2 separate regions of the Mus musculus genome follow, and region 2 is linked to region 1. The links are chromatin contacts, called in public promoter capture Hi-C maps. All regions are on one chromosome and are shown on one strand. Each heading gives the region's core, a stretch centred on a gene start, on an enhancer-like site or on the middle of the called end of the contact. The rest is flanking DNA. Distances are from core to core; before and after follow the strand shown.

What was found. Capture Hi-C pulls out chosen DNA fragments and counts their contacts.
Region 2: a promoter capture Hi-C map of liver shows a contact between it and region 1. The contact joins the promoter of Derl3 here to the promoter of Gstt3 in region 1. A contact is called at or near these places in 2 of 39 promoter capture datasets (macrophages and neural stem cells), 2 of 484 Hi-C or Micro-C datasets (CD4 T cells and neural progenitor cells), 8 of 115 datasets of contacts at active chromatin or transcription factors (craniofacial prominence, effector CD8 T cells, embryonic forebrain and 4 more) and 4 of 9 other capture datasets (adipose tissue, liver, macrophages and 1 more).

What each region holds. Positions count from the first base shown.
Region 1 is chr10:75,779,671-75,785,231 of GRCm38.p6, reverse strand. It overlaps Gstt3 (glutathione S-transferase, theta 3), which reads left to right and starts at 3,818. Exons shown (of 5, transcript NM_133994.3): 1 at 3,818-4,385. The coding sequence starts at 4,274. Gstt1 (glutathione S-transferase, theta 1) reads left to right here. Exons shown (of 5, transcript NM_008185.3): 5 at 999-1,419. The coding sequence ends at 1,193.
Region 2 is chr10:75,891,109-75,896,701 of GRCm38.p6, reverse strand. Derl3 (Der1-like domain family, member 3) reads right to left here and starts at 3,304. Exons shown (of 7, transcript NM_024440.2): 1 at 3,185-3,304; 2 at 3,018-3,083; 3 at 2,859-2,932; 4 at 2,642-2,735; 5 at 2,075-2,270; 6 at 1,573-1,663; 7 at 761-1,455. The coding sequence starts at 3,277. The coding sequence ends at 1,383.

The sequences.
Region 1 (5,561 bases), core at 2,569-5,068:
AACATGCCGTTAGCACTAAAATTGCACTCTCACCAATGTCCTTTTCTGGTTCTATAGAGTGCCAAGCCTCAGTTGTTCTTAATGACCCCTTCATGCCTTCAGAACTAGTACCATGTGGGAGACTCCTACACATTATTTGTCAAGTTCTGTTGCCAGCTTTGTGGACAGCCTTGGCCCACCCTACTACTGGGCCACAGCTTCTATGTATTGACCCTGAGGAAAATACTTCCCAGAAGACATTCCCTCAATGACACTGGTCTGATAAACTACAGCTGCATTTTCAGTCCTAACTAACCAGTAGCCATTGTCCCACGGAAGCTCAGAATGTTTTACTTCTGCAGATTATTAATATGCCACACGAGTGGCCCTCACAGAATCTTCGAGGGACTCTCAAACTTCCCTTTGAAACTTTACAAACCAGGTCTCCACCATCTGCGTGTCTTGCACAATGGCATCTTTCAAGCTATCATAGAACAGCTTATTGATCTCTTGACTACTCAATGATTTTTATAGACCCAAAGTTCCAAATGCTTTTCCAACCCTTCCCTCCTAAAACAATGTGGTCAGGTCAGTTACAGCAACCCTATACCTCTGGCACCAATCTGTTATTCTAGTTTCCTTTCCTGTTGTTGTGATAAATATCATGATAAAAACAACTTGGTGGAGGAAATGAGTTAACTTCAGTGTATAGGTTACCATCCATTATCAAGGGAAACCAGGGCAGGAGCTCCAGGCAAGAACTTAGAGGCAGGAGCTGAAGCAGAACTATCAGTGGGAAAACTCTGCATACTGGCTTGCTCTGGCCTCACATTCAGCTCTCTTATATAGTCTAAGTCCATCTTTCCAGAATTAACATCACCACAGTGGACTAAGCCCCCATATAGACATTCCTACAAGCCAATCCGATGGAGGCAATCCCTCAGTTGAGTTCTCTCTTTCTATGTGTGTCAAGTTAAGAAGCAAAATTAGCCGTAAATTCTGTTCCCTTCTTGATATAGCCTGTAGGTGGTGGCTGCCCAGTCTTTGAAGGGCATCCCAGGCTGGCTGCATGGTACCAGCGAGTGGAGGCAGCTGTGGGGAAGGACCTCTTCCGGGAAGCCCATGAAGTCATCCTGAAGGTGAAGGACTGTCCCCCTGCTGACCTCATCATAAAGCAGAAGCTGATGCCCAGAGTGCTGGCAATGATCCAGTGACGTCAGACGCTTCATCCCTGCACCAGCTGCGGCAGTTCACAACTCACAGTTCACAATTCACAACTTGCATTACACTGGGGATGCACCTCACTCCTCACACCATGATGGCTCTCAGGCTCAGCTCCATCTTCACCCTTTTTCTGTGATAGCCACACATGACCTCAACTATAATCACTACTTTCCCCTTGAGTCTGGGTAATAAACTGGGGCTTGATTTGGGCTTTAATTTCTCCGTGTTGTTTCTTTAACCCTCTTCCTCTAATCCCGTTCAGTTGTCTTCCCGAAAGACAGCTCCGGTTCCCAGGCTTTGGGGATCGTTGACCCTCTCATGGTTGCCGCCAGCCATGAAGTCATAGCTAGGCATGGTAGCTCTTGTATGGGATCCAGCACTCAGCAGGGATGAAACAAGGGAGGAGAAGGAGATCACTGAGAACTCAGAGCCAGCCTGGGCTACATATTGAGATCCATGCTAGCCTGGGATACAGTGTGAGATTGTATCTCAATGAAACAGAACGACAAAGACAGACAGCAAGCCAAATCACAGCCGCCTTCCAAACTTCTGGACCTGGGAGAATGAAATCGCAGATGCCTCAGCTGCAGGCATGGGAATGCATTATTTGGCCGGACCAGCCTCTTGAACATTGTCCCTTCATAGGATCATCAAACCTTCCTGACCTACAGAATTGGTCAAGAGGAGGAAATACCTGGTCAGAGGTCATGCTCAAAACTCTTGGGTACAAACTGTGACTAGGAATGAAGGGCTTGCCAGGCAGTGGTGGCGCATGTCTTTAGTCCCAGCACTTGGGAGGCAGAGGCAAGCAGATTTCTGAGTTCAAGGCCAGTCTGGTCTACAGAGAAACCCTGTCTCAGGGAGTTACAAAAAAAAAAAAAAAAAAAAAAAAAAAAAAAAGGAATGAAGGGCTCAGTTGTGTTCTGGGATAGTATTCTAGTTGGGGGTGAGGGAGTGGACTGGAAGGCAGCCAGGAAGGAAGCTGAAAGATTGGATGTTGCTGTAGTTGGGAGTGGGGACGGGGAGAGGTAAACAAAGGTGACTTGTGGAGACCCGTTACACACCAAAGGGAAGAGGTGGGGAAATGAAGGGGCCTCTCCCTTCCAGTTTAGAGAGGTCAGCTTCCACTATGGCAAACAGACACTAAACGAGGGGGATAGGTATTCCTTAGAGAGAACGTCTGGTCGGGAGGTAGGAAGTGGGGGGAACACTCTAGAATGAACTGGGGACCTGGGAGGTGAGAGACTCTCAGGACTCAAAAGGGAGAGACTTTGGATGAAGGGCTCTACAGTGGGGAGGGAAGCTTGTAGTCAGGACAGGACATTAAGTGGAGGGATGGGATTCCCATCCCAGTCAAAAGTTCTGACTCAGAATTCTTGCAGTCTGAAGGAACTGCAGGGACAAAAATGGAGAAGAGCCTGAGAGAAAGGGTGTCCAGTGACAGGCCCAACTTGGGATCCAGCTCAAGGAGAGGCCCCAGGGCCTGACATTATTACTGATGCTATGGTGTGCTTACAGACAGGAGCCTAGCATGACTGCCCTCTGAGAGGCCCGACAAGCAGCTGAAAGTCAGATGCAGACACAAGCACCCAACCAATGGACAGAAGCTTCGGCCCCCCTGTGAATTGGGGAAAAGCTGGAAGAAGCTAAGGAGGAGGGGCAGCCCCATGGGAAGACTGGCAGTCTCAACTGACCTGGACCTCTGAGATCTCTCAGACACTGAGCCACCAACCAGGCAGCATACACTAGCTGGTTCGAGGCCCCTGACACATATACAACAGAGGAATGCCTGGTCTGGCCTCAGTGAGAGACTTGAGGCCCCAGGGAGTGAGGAGGTCTGGTGAGGTGGGGGTGGGGTGGGGACATCCTCTTGGAGAGGAGGGGTAGAGGAGACAGGAGATGGGGGTGGTGGTAGTGACCTGGAGGGGGATGAAGACTGAACTGTAAAAAGGAATTAAAGAATTAAAAAAAAAATGTCTGGAACCAGGAAGACAAAGCCATTCTCAAGTTTCCCAATAATCTGTGGTGCCAAGACACTTTTTTTTTTAAAGAATTATTTGTTTATGTCTATGAATACATTGTCACTCTCTTCAGACACACTGGCAGAGGATGTCAGATCCCATTACAGATGGTTCAGGACCTCTGGAGGAGCAGTCAATGCTCTTAACTGCTGAGCCATCTCTCCAGCCCTTGTAGTAGTAGTAGTTGTTGTTGTTGTAGTTGTTGTTGTTGTTGGTGGTGGTGGTGGTTAGTTGGTTTTCCCCCATCATTTGGAGATTTGGGGAAATGATGATGTCATATAGGACTTAGGTGCCCCTGGCTGCCACTGAAGATTCCTTTTCTTTTTTTTCTTTTTCTTTTTCTTTTTTTTTTTTTTTTTTTGCATTAGGCGGAGAAGTTTTATCCAATCCTAGGCATGTCTTCAATCCTCCCTCCTGCTAGAGGGATTAGCTGGGGTGAAATAAATAAGAATAAGGAGGCCTGATCATTTCCCTCACGGGGTGTGGACCTAGCATTTACATACTTGGCCACTCATTACAACCAACCTGAGTCCTGGGCCCAAGGAACTGGATGGGATTGGTAGTCTCACTTCCTTCTTCCTTTCTGTGTCAAGGATCTCCGAAGCCACTCCTCCCTCAACCTTTTTTGTGAGTGGAGGGAAAGAAAGTGAATTTGAGGGCAGTTAGCACGGCTAATCTGCCCCTAAATTCACCAATAGAGACGCCGGTTGTGTCAGTTTTTCCTTTACTGGGTTCCGTTCCTCATTTGGCTGAAGCACGGAGGTACAGGGGCCAGTTTGGCTCCAAACCAAGACTCGGGCTCATAGTTCAGGTTCATCTGTTTCGGGGGTTAACTTGCAGTCCGGCACTGATTGGCCCAAAGTTCTTGTGGTCATCCAATGGGAAGGAAGATTGGGATCGAGCTCCGATCGAGGCTAAGAGGCACTTGAGGAGCTGGGACCCAGCCGTTCCTGCTCGCCGTTGCGGCTGCTCCGGCTTCTGTCCCCAGAGGCAGTTCACCCGAGGCTAGTTCCCGAGGTCTGCCAGCGGCTACTCCCACAGCCTCCGCCATGGGTCTGGAGCTCTACCTGGACCTGATGTCCCAACCCTGCCGTGCTGTCTACATCTTCGCCAAGAAGAACGGCATCCCCTTCCAGCTGCGTACCATAGAGCTGCTTAAAGGTGGGCTCAGTTGGCAGGCTGGGAAGTGTGCAGCCTTCTGTACGGAGCACCTCCCACCTCTGCAGCGGGTGGGTGACTGGCCAGGCCAGGTGTGCAAAAGCCGCTCCCGTGAGAAAGCAGTTGTATCAGTTATCAGCTGTGAATTTTTAAAGGACCTTTTCCTAGTGAATAACATCAGTCCCAATACCGGATGCAAAGGCGCCCTGGAAGCTACGGCGAGAGGAGGGGAGCTGGGCTTGAAAATCTCACCTTTGGAGATTTAAGAATGGTGATCCTTCTTAAAGACTTTGGAGAGAAAAAAAAAAGTTGAACTAACTCCTTTCCTAAATGAGGGAACCTCGTCTTGCATTTCTGCATGCTGGGCTAGAAAAGGGTTGTTTTGCTTGGGTGGGTGATCTTTCACTCAAGACTCTTGTGTGTTTCCTGTCCACCAGAGCAAGTCCCCTCCAGTGTCCAGGCTTGCGTGCCATTAGTTGTGTGTGTGTGTGTGTGTGTGTGTGTGTGTGTGTGTGTGTGTGTATTTTACTGGGGACCGAACCAGGATATCTATTATATATGCCACCACCGAGCCATGCTCCCAAAGCTCTTTCTACTTGTCATTTTGAGAAAGAGTCGCAGTAAGAACAACAGCATCCTCTTACAACTTCATACCATGCAGGTGCTTAAAGGTGGGCTTTGCTGGCTGGCCCGGAAGTCTGCAGCCTGCTGAACTTATGCAGCCGTTGGCAGTCAGGCGAGGGGTGCAAGTGAGTCCCGGTGTTGCGCTCTCAGTTAGCCCAGTGAAACATTGAACTGGTTGAGTTTCCCAAGAAGCTGAATTACAGGCTTGCCAGACCCGCTTCACCCCCCCTCTCCTCCCCTCCTCCCCCAGATCACACACAAACACACCTGCTTCTAGATGTTAACTCTATAAAAGTTGCCAATCAGCTTGAGGGTTGAGTGAAAGGACAGTGGGAGGGGCCACTCTGCCTTGAGTTGGAAAATCACTGCTCTGATTAGCCTTGGGGGGGACGGGGGGAGTGGGGCAGAAACCCAGCTACTGAAGCAGGTTTCAGTAGAGGCAGAGTTACAACTGGACCGGAGCTTGGAGAGTCGGTGGGGGAGGGGCAAGCAGAGACTCCAGAACTTCTTATTTAGCTGAGTCCTATTTAGCTCCAGTACCTCTTCAGTACATCC
Region 2 (5,593 bases), core at 2,055-4,554, 110 kb before region 1:
ATGTGGCCAGGTGGCTGTGTCAGTCCTTGCCCTTCTGCCCTCTGGTTCTGAGTCTGCATAGCCAGGCCACAGGGCCCCTAGAGCAGAGCCCAGTCACTGTTCTTTCTTGTGCCTTCCAGCTTCCCAGGGGCTCTCTGTGCTCAGCAAGTCCTTGTAGAGGTTGACAGTGTGTCAGCTCCTCTGCTGGCCTTAGTCCTGATGCATCCAGACAGGCTGCTGCCACCTGGAGGGACTGTGCTGCTCTAGAATGAATCCCTTCTAGAGGACTTAGTCATGTGTGGGCAGCACCTGGACAAGACATAATGAATATGCAAGCAGAAGTCTGTGCCAAAGTTCTAGCAGCCCCCAAAGCGTTAACTGAGTCTATCTCAACTGTGGCTGGGCCAACTTCTCCTTCCCCAGGCTGTTGTGGGGAATGGAAATAGCATGCCTGCCATGTGCCATCCTTTTGAGTTAGCAGTGTGTAGAGAGGTAGAGAGGAGGTAGAGCCTCTGTGCTTAGGGTGAGCTCATTCCTTTGTCCGTGGTTTGTGGTGTAGAATAGACATGGGTCTGCATCTGCTTGGCAATTTGGGCATGCAGGCTGTGACTGAAGACAGTGACGCTGGCACCCCAGCTCCACTCTGCTACCCTTACTCAGTGGGTCCACTAGGGAGTACTCTCCTCCACCCCATCTACCCCTCAGAATCTACCAGTCTTAAAACCCTCCCTCCTCTCCACAGCAGTGGCCCACCAGGTTTCACTAACATATTGAGTCAGACTCAGTAGAAAACATTTTTGATGCCATAGAAATAACAGGCCAGATTTGGGGAAATCCCGTACTGAGTGAACCCCGTGGGGCACATGTAGAGCAACAAAGAAAGCTAGGTAGGAAGGCCTGCACAGGCCTTCCGCTACAAGGCAAATGGAAGGAATGTCCCAGATCTACCTCCACTGTACACGGCTGCTGCTTAAATAGAGCTCAAGGCCCTGGGCTCACTAGCATGGCAGAGGGTCAGGCTTGTCCTCTGCACCTGAGACCATGGGACCTGTGTGTCACCAGCTGGAGAAGGTGAAGACTTGCTTGCTTTAAATGAAGACAGGCTAGGGGGTGGCATCAGCCCAGAGGCACCACGGTGGGATTCCTGTTGACTGGGCTGAGGTCTCCATGGAGGCATAGGCAATGTGAAGGTGAGGCCTGTGGGTACCTAGTTCAGAACTCTGCTCAGCATCTGCAGGCAGTCCGGGACCTCTCTGGGCCCTGTGTCCTGTCATTACCGCTGAGCAGAGATGGTACAGGGAAGTGGAGGGTGTTGCTGGCCGAGGTGGGCTGCTCAGCTGGAGCTGAGGTGGAGGGAAGGATAGAGTGCTGTCAGAGTGGGCTTCCTGCTCCAGGAGCTGCAGTTAGAGCTCTGGCTGCTCTTCGGGAAGGGGCAGGTAATCGGGGTCTTCCTGAGGGTCATCTAGTAGCAGCTTCCTGTGGGGAGGGGACAGTTACACTGAGCACTGCAGCAAACACAGGTCATCCCCCTCCCTGTGGAGTAGGTAGATTGGCACGGAAGGGGCCGTGGGGGAACCGATGTCCAACACTCACAACACGCTGGGGGTCAGCAGCAGTCTCTTGCCTCCGGGCTGGTTGGGAAAGACGTCTTCTAGGAAGTAGTAGATGTGGCCCACAAGGATCCCTGTGAGAGAGCCAAAGGCTGCCAGAAGCCATCTTTCACAGCCCAGGGTAACCCCAGGTTCCAGAGCCCAAGTACCCTGCTATCTGGCAGAATAAGATCAGAACTGGCCTTGAAAGACAGGCTTAAAGGGGCCCATAAGCGGACGAGGGGAGGAACTAGGAGCTTGAGAACACTGGGGGAGTAGGAGCCAGGAAGCAGAAACTGTAACCACCCCCAGGCAGACCAACTCAGTTCAGAAGGTCAACTGCAGATGCAAATCCTGTGGTCCAGCTGGATTGCTTGAGGGGCATTAATAACGAACAAGAAGTTAGGAGAAGATGAGGGGTTGGGAGGAGCCGGGGAAGGGATGTATGAGCTGGCTCCCTGGGAGCAGCAGGCCTGGGGGTGAGTGGCAACGGTGGGCCAGCTCACCTAACAGGTCTGTGACAACCGAGTTGCCCAGCAGCAGCGAGAAGCCCATGAGGGCCCAGGGCAGGAATGGTGCCTGGAAGTTGAGTAAGCCGAAGAAGTTGACCCTCACGTGAGGGCTGCGACGGCTCCATACATAGACCAGCATGGCCATGAGGGCCTGTCCCAGGAAAAACAGGCTGCCCAGGAATCCCAGCAGCTGGACCAAGAGTCAAGGCTTCCTGGAGCAGTCTGCTGCCCACAGTGCCTCTGACCCTTTCCACGGGTTCCCTCATATCCCTGGTGTATTCCAGAGATTTGAGAACCCCTTTCTGTGATTTCCAGGTACCCAGGCCCCATCAGTTCCCGTGCCTGCTCCTTCTGGCTCTTGCATCCATGTTTCAGAGCCTTGGTAGTCTACCAGACTGCCCTATATCTCCCTGTTGTGCTGTTCAGGGACACTGAAGAACTAGCTGGGGCACCTAAGCTAAATGGCTGCCAGGCTCCGAATGCCTGTCCCTCCTAGTCTGGGTCACGACAGATAAGAAGGCGACTCTTTGGTCCAATAATACTGAACATACAGAAGGATACAGTCATAAGAACACCACCGAAGAGAAACATGAAAACGAAGTCAGCCTTGCGGCCACGGAAAGAACCCTCCTCCAGCATGCGGCAGTAGCGGAACCTGCAACACTGGCATAGGAAGTGCCACGTCGACTGGGCCTCAGTTTCCCCCGTCACCACCCCAGCATAACCCCCATCCCGGGCTCACTCCACCCCCAGCCCCCGCCAAGGTGGCCCAGGATACACGAAGAGCATGTTGAAAAAGAAGCCGAATCCCAGGGGCCCGAAGAAGAGGAAGGTGGTGATGAGCCTCCAGACCTGCAAAGAGGTGGGGGTGGCGGTGAGGCGCGGGGATGGAGGGCAGGGTCCTGGCTGCCAGGCGCCTGGGTCAAGGCCGCCTCACCTGGAACTTCCGGAACACCAGGTGCGGGTTGAAGTAGAGCTGGAAGGGGCTGAGGAGCTCCAGCTGCTGTGGGACAGGAGGCAGTGTAAGCCCCGGGAAGCAGGCGACATCCCTAACCCACCGGGGACTGTAACCATGGTGCCGCCACGCCCGCCCGGCCCGCTCACCACTGCGGCCGTGGTGAGGACGCAGGCCGCGGTGTAGGCGCGTGTCACCGCGGGCACCTGCAGGAAGCCCGCCGCCAGCCTCTGCCCAGCCATCGAAAAATCCTTAGCGCGCGCGCTGGCAAACCCGCTCTCTTTACCCGCCCCCAAGCCCCGCCTCGCTCTCTGGGGGCCAATCAGCGTCCGAGGAGCCGAGCCTGGGGACTGGAAAGCCAATGGGAAGAGGAAGCGGGACGGCCAGGTGTATCCGAGGCGGCTAGCCAATGGGGAAGTCCCACGGTAGAGCACGTGGCGGTTGTTGTGGCTGCTATGGAGGCGTGGGAGGTGTTGTGGCCAATCGTTTGACAGCATCTAGAAAAGAACCAATAGCAAGGACCCACGAGATTGCCACGGGGGCGGGGCTATGAAAAGAGGCACAAAGAATCGAGAAATGGGGCGGGCCGAGATGCTGAACAGGCCTCAGGCCAACCTCCGGCTTTCTGGTGACATTCTGTAAAACTCTAGAATCCAGTTATCACTTGCTGGCTCCAGTCCTGACCTTCCTGGGTGTACGCTGCGGGGAGGACCAGGTTGAGGGTTCTGAGCCATGCAGGAGTAAGTGGGCAGATTGGAGAAGGACTTGAAACTTGGTAAAAGAGAAAAATGCCATTAGTCAATCATTTATTGAGGACCTACTGTGTGTCGAACATTCTGATAAATGCTGGGGATCCTGTAGCCAACAAAAGACACTGTCTATCATGGTCCAGACAGTTTGATACCGCGCAACCTAGAAAAGCTCCTCGATGGAAAATAATGCCTGAGACTCACCTCCACGGTAAGTAAGGTGACCTGTGAAGCCTATTTGAAGAGGTGACATTTAACTGTCACTTCTAAAAGATCCCTGTGCTCACTAAAAGGTTATACAAACAAAACAGTAACGTGCACTGTCCAGGTTATGAAAAAGTACACGTTTTTCTTGCGTTTTTTTTGTGGGGATTTAAAATGACTCAGCTTCTATGGGGAACAGTAAATGCGGTGCTCAAATGTAGAAAGCAAGACGACCACTGGGTGGAGTGGAGCTCGCCTTCATTCCCAACACTCCAAAGGCAGAGGCGGGGAGATCTCTGAGGGTCCGAGGCCAGTCTCGTCAACAGCGTTCCAGGCCAGCAAGGATTACATAGCGAAATGTCATCTCTAAATAAATAAATATACAATTATCAGACGAGGAAATTGGAGGCAGGATAGTGAGTTCTGATCATGATACCTGAGATACAAAACCAAACGCTGTCTCAGAAAGCTAAAATACTGATTTCATTTTATTCAAATAAAACTTAAAACATAGAATTACCATTGTACCCCTTAGCAAGTCTACCCAGAAGAACTTAAAGAGAAACGTTTGCCAGGCATGGTGTCATATACCTTTAATCCCAGCACTTGGGAGGCAGAGGCAGGCAGATTTCTGAGTTCATGGCTAGCCTGGTCTATAAAGTGAGTTCGAGGACAGCCAGGGCTACACAGAGAAACCCTGTCTAAAACAAAACTAACTAACTAGCTAACTAACTAGACAAGTACTGCAGCCCACCTACTTAGGAAGGGAAATGGAGTACTACTGTTGAATAGGCGCAGAGCTTTTGTTTGGAAAATGGAAAGTCGTACGAACGAATGCTGATGGTTGCACAAAATGTGAGCAGCCTGTAAGCTATATGCTTGTATACGGTTGGGACAGATTTTATGATGTGTGTATTTTATTGCTATGTTTGTTTGTTTATTGAGATGGGGACTCCATCCACACAGATGGCCTTGAACTCACAGACCTGCCTGATACTCACGGTGCTGGGATTACAGGCAGGTGCTGCCAAGCCTAGCTAAGTCCTTTTATTTTAATATATGCTATGATGCTGGTGATGGATCCCAGAACCTTGCACATGCTAGGCAGACAGCCTGTCATTGAGCTACATCCCCAGCCATGTTACTTCTTAAAAAGAAACGTCCGAGGGACTGGAGAGATGGCTCCGCGGTTTAGAGCACTGGCTGCTCTTCCAGAGGTCCTGAGTTCAATTCCCAGCAACCACATGGTGGCTCACAACCATCCATAATGAGATCTGAAGCCCTCTTCTGGTGTGTCTGAAAACAGCTACAGTGTACTTATTTATAAAATAATAAATAAAAGTTAAAAAAAAAAAAAGAAGAAGAAAGAAATGTCCGAGAGCAGTGGCGCCGCTGTCTACCACTGCGGAGCATCATCTACTGGACGCCACCAGGCCACTGCCCACAGGAACTCACAGATATATTGATGGGGGAAGGGTTTGTGATGTCCCACCCAAGTCTGAGATGTTATTAGCAACCGGTGACTGCTGGGGAGAGAGATTTATGTTTTCTTCAGTGATGCAGCTCCTGAAAAACCTACCCACAGTACAGCAGAGGGTCCGACAC